Regions from separate parts of the Pan troglodytes genome. Here region 2 is linked to region 1. The links are chromatin contacts, called in public Hi-C maps. All regions are on one chromosome and are shown on one strand. Each heading gives the region's core, a stretch centred on a gene start, on an enhancer-like site or on the middle of the called end of the contact. The rest is flanking DNA. Distances are from core to core; before and after follow the strand shown.

Region 1 (6,551 bases), core at 1,166-3,665:
CCACCCCCACTGTCTCCCCAGCAGGTCGACAATCTGGCTGCGAGGGCTCCAGGGACCAGCCACGGGGATTCTGGGCCAGGCCCACCCTGTCAGAGCAGCACCTCTCCAGGTGGCCTCCCAGCAGCCTGCTAGCTTCTGGAAGACAGCAGACTTCCTGCCACAGATGGGATCTGGCTGTCAGCTCCCAGGGAAGCACAGCTGTTTTTTAAATTAAATCAAGACTTTCCACTTGGGGCCCTCCCAAGGCTCTGGCTGCAGCCCAGCAAGGTACCCCAGTATTTCCTGTCCGGGGGGAGATGGCACAGAGGCTCCCTCCCCACAGGATGGATGCAGGCAGCACCACGTCCCCTCCCTGGAAGGCTGCTCCTGTTACAGCCCCAGCCCTTGGGGCCTGTCCAGCTAAGCGGAGTGCCCCAGCCATTCAGCAGCTGTGCACACTGGCTGGAAGGGGGCTTCTGCAAAGGACAGCGGAGGAGGCAAGGGTTAAATACGGGAGAATGGAAAAAGCTTCCCAGGCCTGGGCCAGTGGTTCTCAAACGTCAGTCAGCACAAAATCACCTGGAGAACTTGCTAATCTGTGGCTGTCCAGCCCCTTTCCCCCTCTCACTAAGTTTGTGATTAGGAGGACTGGGTTAAGGGTTGGAAATCTGCATTTTGACAGGCAATCCTGCCGATTCTGATGTGGGTAGTCCAAGGACCACACTTTGAGAACCTCTGTAGGCAGCATACCCCTCCTTCTCCTCATCCTGGGGCACCCTACCCATCTCCAACGATGATCAGGAGAAAAAGGTATCCCAGCATTTCCTGTCCAGGGGAGAACAGATCATTTCACAGAACAGATCTTCCCCAACCCTGGCAAAGAGACACGTGCTTCACAGAAGTGCACAGGTCCCCTGGGCACACGTCAGACCTATGCAGCAGGAACACACTGGGTATCATGAGGACAAGCCCGGCTCTGGGCACTCAGTCATTCTAATGTTCCCGGAGCACCACCTACATGTCTGGTGCTGTTCTAAGCACCTGAGACACAGAGAGAAGATGACCTGCCCCAAGGAGCTCAGTGTGGAGCAGAGAAGAAAACAAGCGAACCGAAAATGACTACACTTTGTGATAAGAGACACAGCAGAGGAATTAATGGGGTATTATAGGTGCTGGGGAGCTGGGCAGGTAGGGGGGTGGTGCGGGCAGGGCACAGTCCCCTCAGATTAGGGGAGAGAGGAAGGGTGAAGCCTTCTTGAAGGACACCCTCAAGCTGCATTTTGAAGAATGATAAATAGTAAGGCCAGATTTGTTTAAAACTGGGGAAGGGTAGTGGAGGAGGTAGGAAGCAGGGACATTGTAAAAGGCAGTTAGAGGCCAGGCGCGGTGGCTCACACCTGCAATCCCAGCACTTTGGGAGGCTGAGGTGGGAGGATCACCTGAGGTCAGGAGTTCAATACCAGCCTGGCCAACATGGTGGAACCCCATCTCAAAGAAAAAAGAAAATAAATAAATAAATAACGGCAGAGGAAAACAGCACGGTGGCTCCTCAAAAAATTAAACAGAGAATTCCCATGTGACCTAGCAGTTCCACTCTGGGGAATATACAAAAAAAGAACTGAAAGAGGGATTTTAAAAATATTTTGTACAACCATGTCCTAGCATTATTCACTATACCCAAAAGGTAGAAACAACCCAAGTGTCCACCGACAGGTGAATGAACAAAATGTGGGGAGCCATTTTATAGCTGTAGGTCATACATACAATGGAATACGATTCAGCCATAAAAAGGAAAGGGATGGCGGCACATGCTCCCACATGGATGAACCGTGAAGACACAGTAAGTGAAATAAACCAGTGTCACAAAAGGAGAAATACTGTATGATTCCACTTGTACAAGGTATACCTAGAGTAGTCAAATCAGAGACAAAAAGTAGAATGGTGGTTGCCAGGGGAGGGCCGGGGGGAGCAGCGAGCTAGTGTTTAACAGCTGTAGGGTGTCAGTTTGAGACGATGAAGAGCCCTGAAGGTGGACGGTGGCGATGGCTGCACAACAGTCAGTGCACGCCCTTAATACCGCTGAACTGCACCCTTTAAAATGGCTAAAATGATACATTTTCTGTTATATATTATTTTACCACACACACAGGTTTTATCTGAAAGTAGAAAAAACTACTTTTAAAAAAAAAGGCAGTTAGAGCTTGTGCAAAGGCACAGGAAACAGAAAGTGCATGTCATCTGGGGAGAGCTGCACGTTCCCCCTGCCCCCACCCCACAACTGGCAGAGGATCGAAGGTCTGATACCTTTTTGGGAATAGTTAGTTGAAAACAAAGCAGGTGCCAGCTCATGCAGGATTCCATAAGCTATGCTAAGGAATGTGGCCTGCAGGCTCAAAGCCCTGGAGAGGCACCGCGGGCTGAGGGCTGTGAGAGGGAACAGTGTGACCATATTTGGACTGACTGTCGGACAAGCCCTCTGGCTACAGTGACAGGGGTGGACTGCCAGGAGGAGCTGGGGTAAAGGCCTTTGTGGGATCATCTAGGTGAGAGTTGACACAGGGCACACTGACACCACAACAGTAGGGGTTAAAAGAAGGATTGAGAAGAAGGAATCAGAATAAACAGAACATCAGTAACAACTTGCAAAGAAGAGCTGTCTATGATCCCAGTTTGGGTGCAGAAGAACAGGACTCTGGGAGGGAAAAGAGGTTTGCTAGGGCAGGAGTGACAAGCACAGAGTTTTGGACATGCTGAGAGGACTGTGTGGGACATTGGGGTGGAGACGCCCAGCGAGGTTCAGCATTTCAGAGGTGGCTCGAGGGAGAGGGCTGGGCTGGGATTAGGTCTAAGGCTCACCGGCATCAAGGTGAAGAGAGTAGCTAACATGGCCCAGTGTATCAACCAAGGCTAGACTCACGGGACTCCCACCCCTTAAGGGATGGTGGCAGAAAGGCATTCATAAGCAGGATGAGATGTGTGTTCCAGTAGAGCTGTCCCTCCAGACATCTGGACAAACCAGGGGCTGGGGAATGGCCTGGGTCACCTGGATACAGGTAGATAAGTAGTAATGGAGCCAAGATTTGGAGACAATCACCCATGGTTAACATTCTTGGCCACAGAATCCTGGCACTGGGGAGGAGAAGGAACCTCAGTTCCTTCAAACCCTTTTTTTTTTTTTTTTAAACAAACAAGGATGCTGAAACAAATGTCCAAGGCACCTGGATGGCTGGCAGCAGAACCAGAACTCAGACCCACGCTCCTAGGATGAATTCATACATGTCATCCCCAACTTGTTTCAAGAGACCAAAACCAGCTGCGCTCATAGGCAGAGCAGATGCCAAGGTGTCAGGCAGCACCAACAGACAGTATCTCGTCCTGGGCCAGGGTCCGCCTCACCTGAGATGACCTCCAGCAGCAGCATGAGCTTCAGGCCATCCCGGAAGTCCTCTTCGATGTTCTCGATCTGTGTCCCCGCCTTCCGGAGGTGGGAGTTACACCATGCCGTGAATGTCTGGGCAGAGAGAAGAAGGGCAAGTGGTCAGGGGGCTGGTGTTGTCACCCTCATTGGACAAGCCATTTAATGGTGCCGGGGGGTGGGAGGTGGACACCTACTCAGCAGAGCCTCTCAACACAGTTGCCCCACCATGGTCTCATTCACTGCATCAACCAAGCACTGAGCTACCCACAGGGCAGCAGCTGAGGGACCCTACACAGAGCCTGCGACATGGGTGGGAGCAAGCAGGATACATGAAGCAGCAAATTCCCTTAACATCCGCCTCCCAGCCCTCTCTCAAAGACTCATGCCCACCCACATTTGAAAATGCCACAATTCCATTCTTTCAAGTTACCTCTTAAGTTATAAGACTTAGTTTCAATCTTCACAGTTTTAAGACAGAGTAACCCCGAAGGAACATATTAAGCCCTGTTGATACCTTAGGGTAAATTAGTATATTAAATCCTTTCTCACTTGGCAGCCAGCTAAGAGAAAGGAGTAGTAAGTTTCGCTGAGAACAGAATTCAGATGCAGGGTGTCAGGACAAGGGAGAAGAGTAAGCACCCCAATGTGTATCTGTGTGTGCTTTGGGTGGGGATAGGGGCACCCTAAGCTGCAAAAGCATGAAGAGTTCCAGAAAGGGAATGTAAGGAGGTTAAATCAAAGACCATCAGCTTCATAGTTACTTCTCTATTAAGCAGATTATGATCAGGTGAGGCAGCAACTAAGCCATCCTGTGCCAACAGCACGAGCTGGTGGCTCAAACAGGAAGAGGGTGTCTCAACAAACATGAGAAACAAAAGCATGCATCACAGTTTTACATGTCCATCTAAAACAGGTGTCTCTCTCCAGCTGTCTCCACTCTGTGGCAACCAGAGAGAAGAGCTCCCTTGCTTTAGATCTAAACCATTCATTGGCAACTCCAGACTTCTCTGCACCAAATGGCACTACCAATTACATGGGGCTCACCCAACACCAGAGCCATTCAGCTCTCTTCCCACCTGCCCTGCAAAATTCAAAGGGTGGGCAGTGTATCATTCATGTGACAGTAGGAGCCACACTAGAAATACTCTTCCTCATGGGAAAGGTCACAGCTTCATGCTCCCCACCCCCTTCCTCCTGCCCTGGGGAACTCTAAAGGTGAAGTGGCAATAAGTGGGTAGGAAGAGGGAAGAACATCACACCAGCGAGTATCAGGGGAAAAGAAATAGCTGCTTAGATTTAGGAGCAAAAGTTGAAGAGCCTATGAGCAAGAAAGGGAACAGGGGGACAGAAGCTATCACTCCACACAGGCGGGGAGAAAGGGACAGCATTATGATACCCTGTGACTTTGGGCTTAATTTTTCAATCATGTCTCACTAGTAACTTACCAATACGGAATACCTCTCTCTCCCTGCAAACATATCTCCACTCTGCAGGCCAGCCTACTCCCATGATGAAGAGAAACGGCGTATTGTGCTATCCCAGAGCTCTGGGAAGACTGGCACACAGATCAGGGTAGATAGGGGACATACACTGATTTCCAATGTCCTCTCTATCTTGCTTAACTAACTCACTCATCTTTCAAGACTGGGTAGAGATATCACCTCCTCCAGGAAGCCTTCCTGATAGCCACCTGCTCTGTCTGGGCTGGACACACACCCATAGCACCCTGCATTCACCCATTATGCCTAGCCACTTGTCAGCTCCACACCCCCAGCCTGGAAGCTCCTGGAGGTAGAAACTCAATGTTCACCTTTATATCCCAGAGACCCAGGGCACAGAGTCAGGGACACAGCAGTGAACTAAACAGCAAAAGTCCCTGCCTCTGTGCAGCAGACATTCTAGTGGACGTAAGAATTGGGCAGCCAGGTGAAGGAACAAGTGGGGAACTGGATGCAAAGCTGAGAGGGTCCTGGGAGATCCAACTGCACCTTGTGGGTGAGGCTGAATGCTCTCAGGGCAGGGGCTGATGGGACAAACAGTGCTCTTAGGGACCCCCTGGACACAGAAGACAGCTCGGAGGAAAGAGGACGCAGCAGGACAGGGAAGCGTATGTACCAAGCATCCTTCCTCCGCTGCTGGCACTGCAGGAGATGAGAGGGCCTTTAGCCTTTATCCTTATTTTAACTTCTTTTTATTGGTAGAAAAATATTAAAGGATTTTTAACTCTTTAAAACAAATATAATTTACTTTGGTTTTGCACATTCTCTCCCAGCTGACACTGGTCTGCCCAGTGTCTTCAAGCTGTGCGTTCACACTTGAGTGCGCGTTGACACTGGGGTGGGTGGTCTTTTCTCATTTATCACCATCCTGGCCATCCCCAGCACCCACTCCCAGGCCCCCAGCACTGAACCTTCAGCCTAAGGTTTTCTATTTCCTTGAGGGGAACTGTGTCAGCCCCAGCAACTCGAAGGGATGCTTTCAGGTCCAATGTGGCCTGAAACATCCGGGGTCATAGCAGGCACTGCCCTGAGCCCACCCGCCCAGCTGGGGGCTATAAATTCTCACTGTTTACCACCCAGTCATGGAGGGGGTTGGGATGAGATAAAGGAGGAAGAGGCTGCTGTCGTAAAAAGACGCTGCTTTTGAAAGAGGAAAAGTGCTGTTGAAAGCAGCCAGCCCCCTTTCCTGGAAAAGCCAGGCTCAGCCCTGGGAAACAAAACACACCTGTGTTTGCTCAGGTCTCCCGGACAAAGCCCTGGAACATGGCTTTACTAAAACCCCCAATCCTCAGAGGCCCCATAGATTACTGCCTTGAAGGGGGCTCTGGGCACCTCTCAAACTGGAAAGTTTCCCCAACAAGCAGCAGCCACCGCAAAGTTTAGGCTAGAGGAGGAAATGGTGGCGGTGACCCGGTGATCAACAACATGCACTTCGGGACGCATCAGAGCTGGATTCAGTTCTCAGATCCACTATTTACTGGCTGTGTGACCTTCAGATTAACCTTCCTAAACTTCAGTTCCCTTTGCAGTAAAACAGGGATAGTAACAGCGCTCCATAAAAGTTAAAAAGATTAACTCAAAAACATCTGTAAAAAACTTGCCATTTAGTAAGTGCTCAGTGAACAGTGGGGAGGAGGAAGAGGACAGGACTAGCT
Region 2 (6,551 bases), core at 1,383-3,882, 170 kb after region 1:
CATTCATCATTGTGTTTTATTGGTTTCTTTTTTTTAATGTCTCTCTCACCAGCAGGCTAATTTTCCATGGATTCCCTCTCCTTTCTTCTGAAATGGCACATTCTTAGAATCTTAAAATCTGTTCACAAACTTGGCAGAGCTAGGTGGCTCAGAACCATATCGTGGCCAGCCTTGGTTTATGGTGTGTGCCTTGTATTTACCCATTGGCAGCCTTGATAAAGAAACTCACTATTATTAAGTCAGAACATGTCCAGGCACTCACTGTTTCCCCTTAATTGTTTCTACCTGACATAATGGTAATGAGAAATAAAGACCAGTATAGAAAGAACAATCAGAAAGAAAAGCATAAGTGTGAGATGCAGGAGGCAGACAGCATTTACCTGGTCACGATCTCCGGCAAAACAGCAGCTTTTCATGGTGCATGAGTTGAAGTAACCCTGATTGTCAAACTGAAACACAGGCAGGCGGGAATGGATGTCATAGAGCACAGGGGGCAGGCGTCGCCTCAGGGCCAGGAGCTGGGTCCCGTTGCTGTTGAATCGTACACTCATGGCACTTTGGAGGGACAGGTTTCCACCATAGCGCAGGAGAGAACTGGAAGGCACAAGGCACAGGAATCAGGCATGAGATAGGCTAAACAAGAGTCTGAAAAACACATGTTTGCCTATGACCTCCTGTCAAGCTTGCATAGCTGAATTTCAGCAAAAGGATATTTCTGTGCAGTGGCTAGAATAATGAGGGTAGCAACGCTTCCTTCGTTACTTTAAAACAAGTTACTTCAATTGTCAGTTCTCTTGCTCAGTCTCCAAAAGATGAATTACCAGTAAAGTTACAAGAAAAGGATAACAAAAACATCTTGAAAGAAGAGACATATTAAAATAATGATTTTCTTTACCCAAGCTAACTGCACAACCAAAAGCATACTCGTCAAGACCCTGAGAAGTGGGTTGTGTCCACTCTAACTGGGTAGTCATGGACAGTGTTTAAGCAATATAGTCATCCTTCATATTAGAGATACAAGAACCATCAGTAAAAACAATAGGCCGGGTGCAGTGGTTCAGGCCTTTAATCCCAGCACTTTGGGAGTCTGAGGCAGGAGGATCACTTGAGCCCAAGAGTTTGAGACCAGCCCTGGCAACATAATGAGACTTTGTCTCTACAAAAAAATTAAAAAATTAGCCAGGCATGGTGGCATGTGCCTGTAGTCCCAGCTGCTCAGGAGGCTGAGGAGGGAGCGCCACTTGAGCATAGGGGGTTGAAGCTGCAGTGAGCCATGGTCACGCCACTGCACTCCAGCCTGGGTGAGAGAACAAGACTCCATCTAAAAAAATTGAACAATAGAAACTTGTTTATAATGGATAATTTGTCAATCATAATCATTTCATTACTTAATTTTGAATTTTTAATCTGTTCACAAAGAATTTTTATATTCTATATAGCATGATAATAAGTATTAAAGACAATTCTTAAATTTAAATGCAGAGCAAGCAGTGCAACAATTAGAAAAGGAAAATGACTTGTTTTCCTTTACAATTCCCCACAAGTTTATATGTAGCTTTAAAATATACTTTGGTTAATATATAGAACTTCATTTATCTAGTTTCACTAAAGAGTACTATGTTCTGGTTCACCTAATATTCTTCTGCAGTTTCATAAGGTTCACATTTTTTAAAAAGTTTCACACAGTATGGTTCTAAATAATTTCTTTTGATGACTCAGAAGGTACTTTCAAAATTATAGTGAACCAGGATGGCCATGAACATTAACAAGTATATACAGTACTAATTTTTAAAGGTTGTTGGGGGTGGTAAGTGTGATCTTTCAGGCAGTAAAGATCACTATTTTATTACAGAGGGATGACTGCTCATAGTCCATGTCAAAACCAAGTTTTATTTTGTATGTTGGGTTAATTTTTGGAGCACTGAATTACTGGCAGGAAAGTGAAGTATATATGTTGGGGACACTGTAGAAACAAGTGCCACATCAGAACTCACTCTGTCTCATGCAGACATTATTGTCATGGATAGGTAGTGATCCCAGTAGTTTTAGAGAAAAAAGTTTATAAATTCTGGAGAATCACAGACCTGAAAAGGGCCTCAAGATGCCTAAATTAGAGCCTAACAGATTTATTTGAAACATTTTAAAGAAGTTTTAATCGCATTGTACCAAGTGAAAAAAGAGCTATATATTACCAGAAGAGAGTTAATATTGAAGGAAGATAACACATTTTCTTTTTTTGCCAAGAGAATGGTGGGGAAAATTAAGTGGACAAGAAAAGAGCTATCCTATCCTATGGGAAGGGAAGCCCTGCAACCACAGTACAAAGGCAGCTGCCAACCTAGCTTGGTCACAAAAACAGCCTGTACCAACACCAGCCCCAGTCAGTCCTGTGTCCCCCAAAGCAGTCTTCTCACCAAAGGAAGGAATGCTCTGGTAGTGCAGCTATGTGTGGAAACAAGCCTTGGGCAAAACAACCTGTAATCCTTTTAGGATTGGAATGAAAGGAAAGAGGGAAGACTTAGAAAACCCTCCCTAGAATTCCAGACATCAAGGAGGGGCCTGGTATCCCTGCAGGCCCCAAGTAGTAATCCCTGCAGAGAAATGCCCTTATAATGGTCCTAAACACAGGCCACACTCTCTTGCATACAGAAAATGAATGACAGGACTGTTAGAGACCAGGCATTTCCTTTACAGGGTGCTGTGGCTGCGACAGGCATGTGGTGTTATCTAAACACTGAACTCAAAAACAATGAGAGGCTTTCAATCCAACATCAGTATGGAGTGTGCAAATAAACCAGCATTTGTAGGACTGACTAGGAGTTGGGGGTTGGAAACAAGAGTCAACAGAAAGAGACTTGGCCAGCCTCACCACCCATAGCAGCAGGGGTTTGCAGCAGCTCAGGCATCCTTGAGAGGAAAGCTAGGGCCTCTGGCAAACACCCTTTCCATCTGTTAACAGGAACTTCCTCTGCCCGTTCTAGTCAGGCCTGTAGAGGAGTCTGCCCAGGACAGGCATGTGGGCCATCCCAACCCCACCCAAGCTCCCTGACCCACCATCTGCAGTCTGATCACACTATAGGAATTTGGTTGTGGGCTCCAGGATAGTAACTAACTTTTCTCTTGCCTATGCTTCTGGGCAGGGAACTCTGACCTCTCACACAAAGAAAGTACAAAGGAATCTCGCTCCTAGAATGCTTAGGGGTGCTATTTAAAGAGCAGCAGCCACCAACACTGAAAACTTCATGTTTTGTCACAAAATTCTATTCCTTCCAGAGGGATGAAATGACACCTGAAATCCAGAAAGTAAGTTACATTAACTGTAATTTATCAGCAGGGGTCTACAGCTGGTCACTCCTGGTGAGAATGATAAGGATGATCTGGTTTGCCGGGAAGGCAAAGCTTGGAAGCAGTCTGCCCTCATAGTCAAGATACAAAGATGATGTCAAAGATTCTGGCTTCAAGTGTAAGATGCATGAAAAATCATCTAGGACTTTAAAAAATGTAGATTCTCAGGATTCCCACCCCCTGTCCCCCACAATATTCTAATTCAATCTGGGAAGTGGGCCCAGGTATCTGAATTTAACCAGCAACACCAGTTAATTGTGATACAGGTGGCTTTCAAACCACACTGTGAGAAACATGATTCCATTTTGGAATTTGTGGGGTTGGGGGTGGAGAGAAAACAAGGCAGAGAAAAGAGAAATTATCAAAGTCAATGAAAAGCTAACCATACAATATGGCACTTTTTATGGTCTCATGTCTGTTCGCAGAAGGATCTCCAATTCCTCTTCAGATCAGAGTTATACTCCTGTCCTCAACACATTCCCTGAAGAAGAAATTTCTCATTTCCTCTTGAAGAAATGGGGGTGCCTCTATACAAACAAGAATGCCTCAATCCTGACTTGCTTTCTGGACACTTATCTTGATAATGAAAATGCCACTGTCTCTACTCCTTCAGAGAAGTGGCCACCAATACATTCAAATGAGATGAGCAATATATTGAAAGAACTAGCAAAACATGTTAACAGTGAGTTCAAATAAAAATATCTTTATAAGAAAAATTAATGAAATACATCTACCCCAACCTATCTTCATCCAAGGATTTGCTATAAAACACAAGAACAGGGTAGGAGGTGATCCAAGGTGATCCAAAAGACCTAGGGCGAAAAGCAAGAACACCTCAGAACATCAGGAAAACATTCCTCACAAGTGTGGTCTCCTGTGGGGTTTATTTTGTTTTGTTTTGTTTTTTTAAGTACACACACACACACAAAAACCACTCAATTGGACTTCTTTATTGCTCTGGTGGGGTAAAAAGAACATTTTAAAAAGTACTTAGCCAAGGCTAAAGCCTGGGAACACAAGAGAAACAGGCCAAGGCTGTTTCCAGGGAAAGTGATTGAGCGTATCACTTCTAGCACAACATAGGGAATTGAAAAAGCTTCCAAGATCAGGCTCTGTGGACGTAGATTACTATAAATCCATGATTAACTAATCCATCTGATACACCTGGTGGTGCCAACAAGATTTTCCAAAGACCACTGGCATGAATTTCCTCACTGTTTCCACGTGAAAGCTCTATAAGACCGGTGGAATGCTTGGGGTCGAGGCACTACTATCCTAACTCACGGACATCAGAGCTGGTGTCGTATCCCAAGTAGAGAGAGAAAAGCAAGGTCCTTTCTATGGGAGAAAGTCTCTCCCCATCACAGTTTCTGATTTAAGGCAGGATGATCTATAAGGAATATGGGATGTTTTGTATTTCCTATAATACAACCCATAGAATATGACAAATCCTAGAAGATACTAGAACTAGGTAAAAAGTCAGCAAGTTCAGGGAGTCACAGTCCACACTGGTCGCATTCAAGTATGTTTAGAGTCCCAATAATCCATTAACCATTTATTTTATGTGAGTTGGAAGGGAGATGAAGAACCTGGGCTTTCTCTTTTGTTTTCCTAATGCACTCCTCAGTCCCAAGACTGAAACCTCCAGAGGGAACCAGAACTGTCGGACAACCAACCCAAGGAAGACACATTGCGATCTGTGAATGAACACATTTATTTTCCCCAGAACATGATTCACTGCCACATTTCTCTGGCTTGATATACAGATGAATTCAGTATACTTTTTGAATCTCCATAAATTTAAGTTTGACTGAAGTTGGCAGAAAGGCTTGACTAAATTTCTGTAAAGAAATCTTTATATAATCAAATGGCATATCCAGCCCTTTCATGAAGCACATATGGATGGCGGGCATTGCAGTGTTTCTAATCATTATCTTCCAGAACAGGAACATGCCCAGAGTGGATGTGTTCTAGAGCCCAGAACGCTTCAACTTTTTTGGCCCACAGGTTCCAAAAGCCCCACAGAACCAATCAAGATCTCAAAGCAAATTAAGAGGCAGTATAATAACAGATTTATTATCATGACTTTCCACAAAATAAGGGACTCAACATTTAGTCATTTGAGTTTATCGGATGGCCTGGCTTATTCAAAAACGCCCTCTACCCAAAAGCTGGTGAAATAACAATTTTCATAAATAGCCATTTAATCTTCACCTTACATAGTATCAGTCCTGACCTCACAGTGCATAAAACTGGGAAGAGTTCAATGAATAGTGGTTGGCAAGAAGGAAAAAAGCAAGGGGAAGGAGGGAGACTGAGATGGCAGTTGCTACAGCAACAGTAACAGTGCAGAAGGAGGGGGTGGGAGGATATGCAGGTAAACAGGCAGTCTCTGATGGCAAGACAAGAAGTTGGGGTGGATGCACTGAGTATTAGGTGACAAGGCCACAAAGCTAGAGGAATGCTGAAGAGGAAAGAAGAAAAGTCTGGAAAAAAATCCTAAGCAGAAGAGGGTTTGAAAAGAAAAATCATGATTTAGTACTTTCTAAAAAGAACTCTTATGCAAACAATTGAAAACAAGAGAAGAGAGAAAGGTCAAGGAAAGAATCCTTTCCTCCAACTGCTGACTGATGAGACACGATTACAGGAAAACAGCTTGTTTCATACAGGAGCCACTCATTGAGAACATGTCCAAAAACCAAAATCACCTCTAGTTGGCAATAATATGAATGCCTCAGAACAATAGCTTTAAAATTTTTTTATAGTAACCCTTCATAATTTTATACTGCATCCTCGTACACCCACATTAATTTAGCATAAATTCATTAAACAATAATTAGCACCTACTATATGCAATGTACTTTCTATTCTATATTTTTTATTTAAGAAATACTTGTGACCATCTAAATTGATTTCATCACCCACTGGATGATGATGATGATGATGATGATTATCTTTTTTTTTTTTTTTTGAGACAGGGTCTCACTTTGTCACCCAGGCTGGAGTGCAGTGGTGCAATCTTGGCCCACTGCAAGTTCCGCCTCCCAGGTTCAAGCAACTCTCCTGCCTCAGCCTCCCCAGCAGCTGGGATTACAGGCGGGCACCACTATGCCTGGCTAATTTTTGTATTTTTAGTAAAGACAGGGTTTTGCCATGTTGACCAGGCTGGTCTTGAACTCTACTGACCTCAAGTGATCTCCCCGCCT

The links. Hi-C and Micro-C count contacts between places; a contact is called where the count stands out from the background.
Region 2: a contact with region 1 is called in a Hi-C map of stem cell-derived neural progenitor cells, with 3 times the contacts expected there. The contact joins two enhancer-like sites. A contact is called at or near these places in 3 of 7 Hi-C or Micro-C datasets (blood, induced pluripotent stem cells and stem cell-derived neural progenitor cells) and 1 of 1 other capture datasets (stem cell-derived neural stem cells).

What each region holds. Positions count from the first base shown.
Region 1 is chr15:66,905,791-66,912,341 of NHGRI_mPanTro3-v2.0_pri, forward strand. It overlaps ACTN1 (actinin alpha 1), which reads right to left. Exons shown (of 21, transcript XM_024348757.3): 2 at 3,376-3,490. Among named protein-coding and RNA genes, the nearest start is that of ACTN1, 54 kb to the right of the region's middle. Within about 2 kb of position 2,416, at least 4 of the 24 cell types and tissues checked have an H3K27ac peak or open chromatin away from gene starts, as enhancers often do. A contact at or near this core is called in stem cell-derived neural progenitor cells and stem cell-derived neural stem cells, where this site is marked.
Region 2 is chr15:67,078,334-67,084,884 of NHGRI_mPanTro3-v2.0_pri, forward strand. It overlaps DCAF5 (DDB1 and CUL4 associated factor 5), which reads right to left. Exons shown (of 9, transcript XM_510028.8): 6 at 381-594. Among named protein-coding and RNA genes, the nearest start is that of DCAF5, 59 kb to the right of the region's middle. Within about 2 kb of position 2,633, at least 7 of the 24 cell types and tissues checked have an H3K27ac peak or open chromatin away from gene starts, as enhancers often do. A contact at or near this core is called in stem cell-derived neural progenitor cells and stem cell-derived neural stem cells, where this site is marked.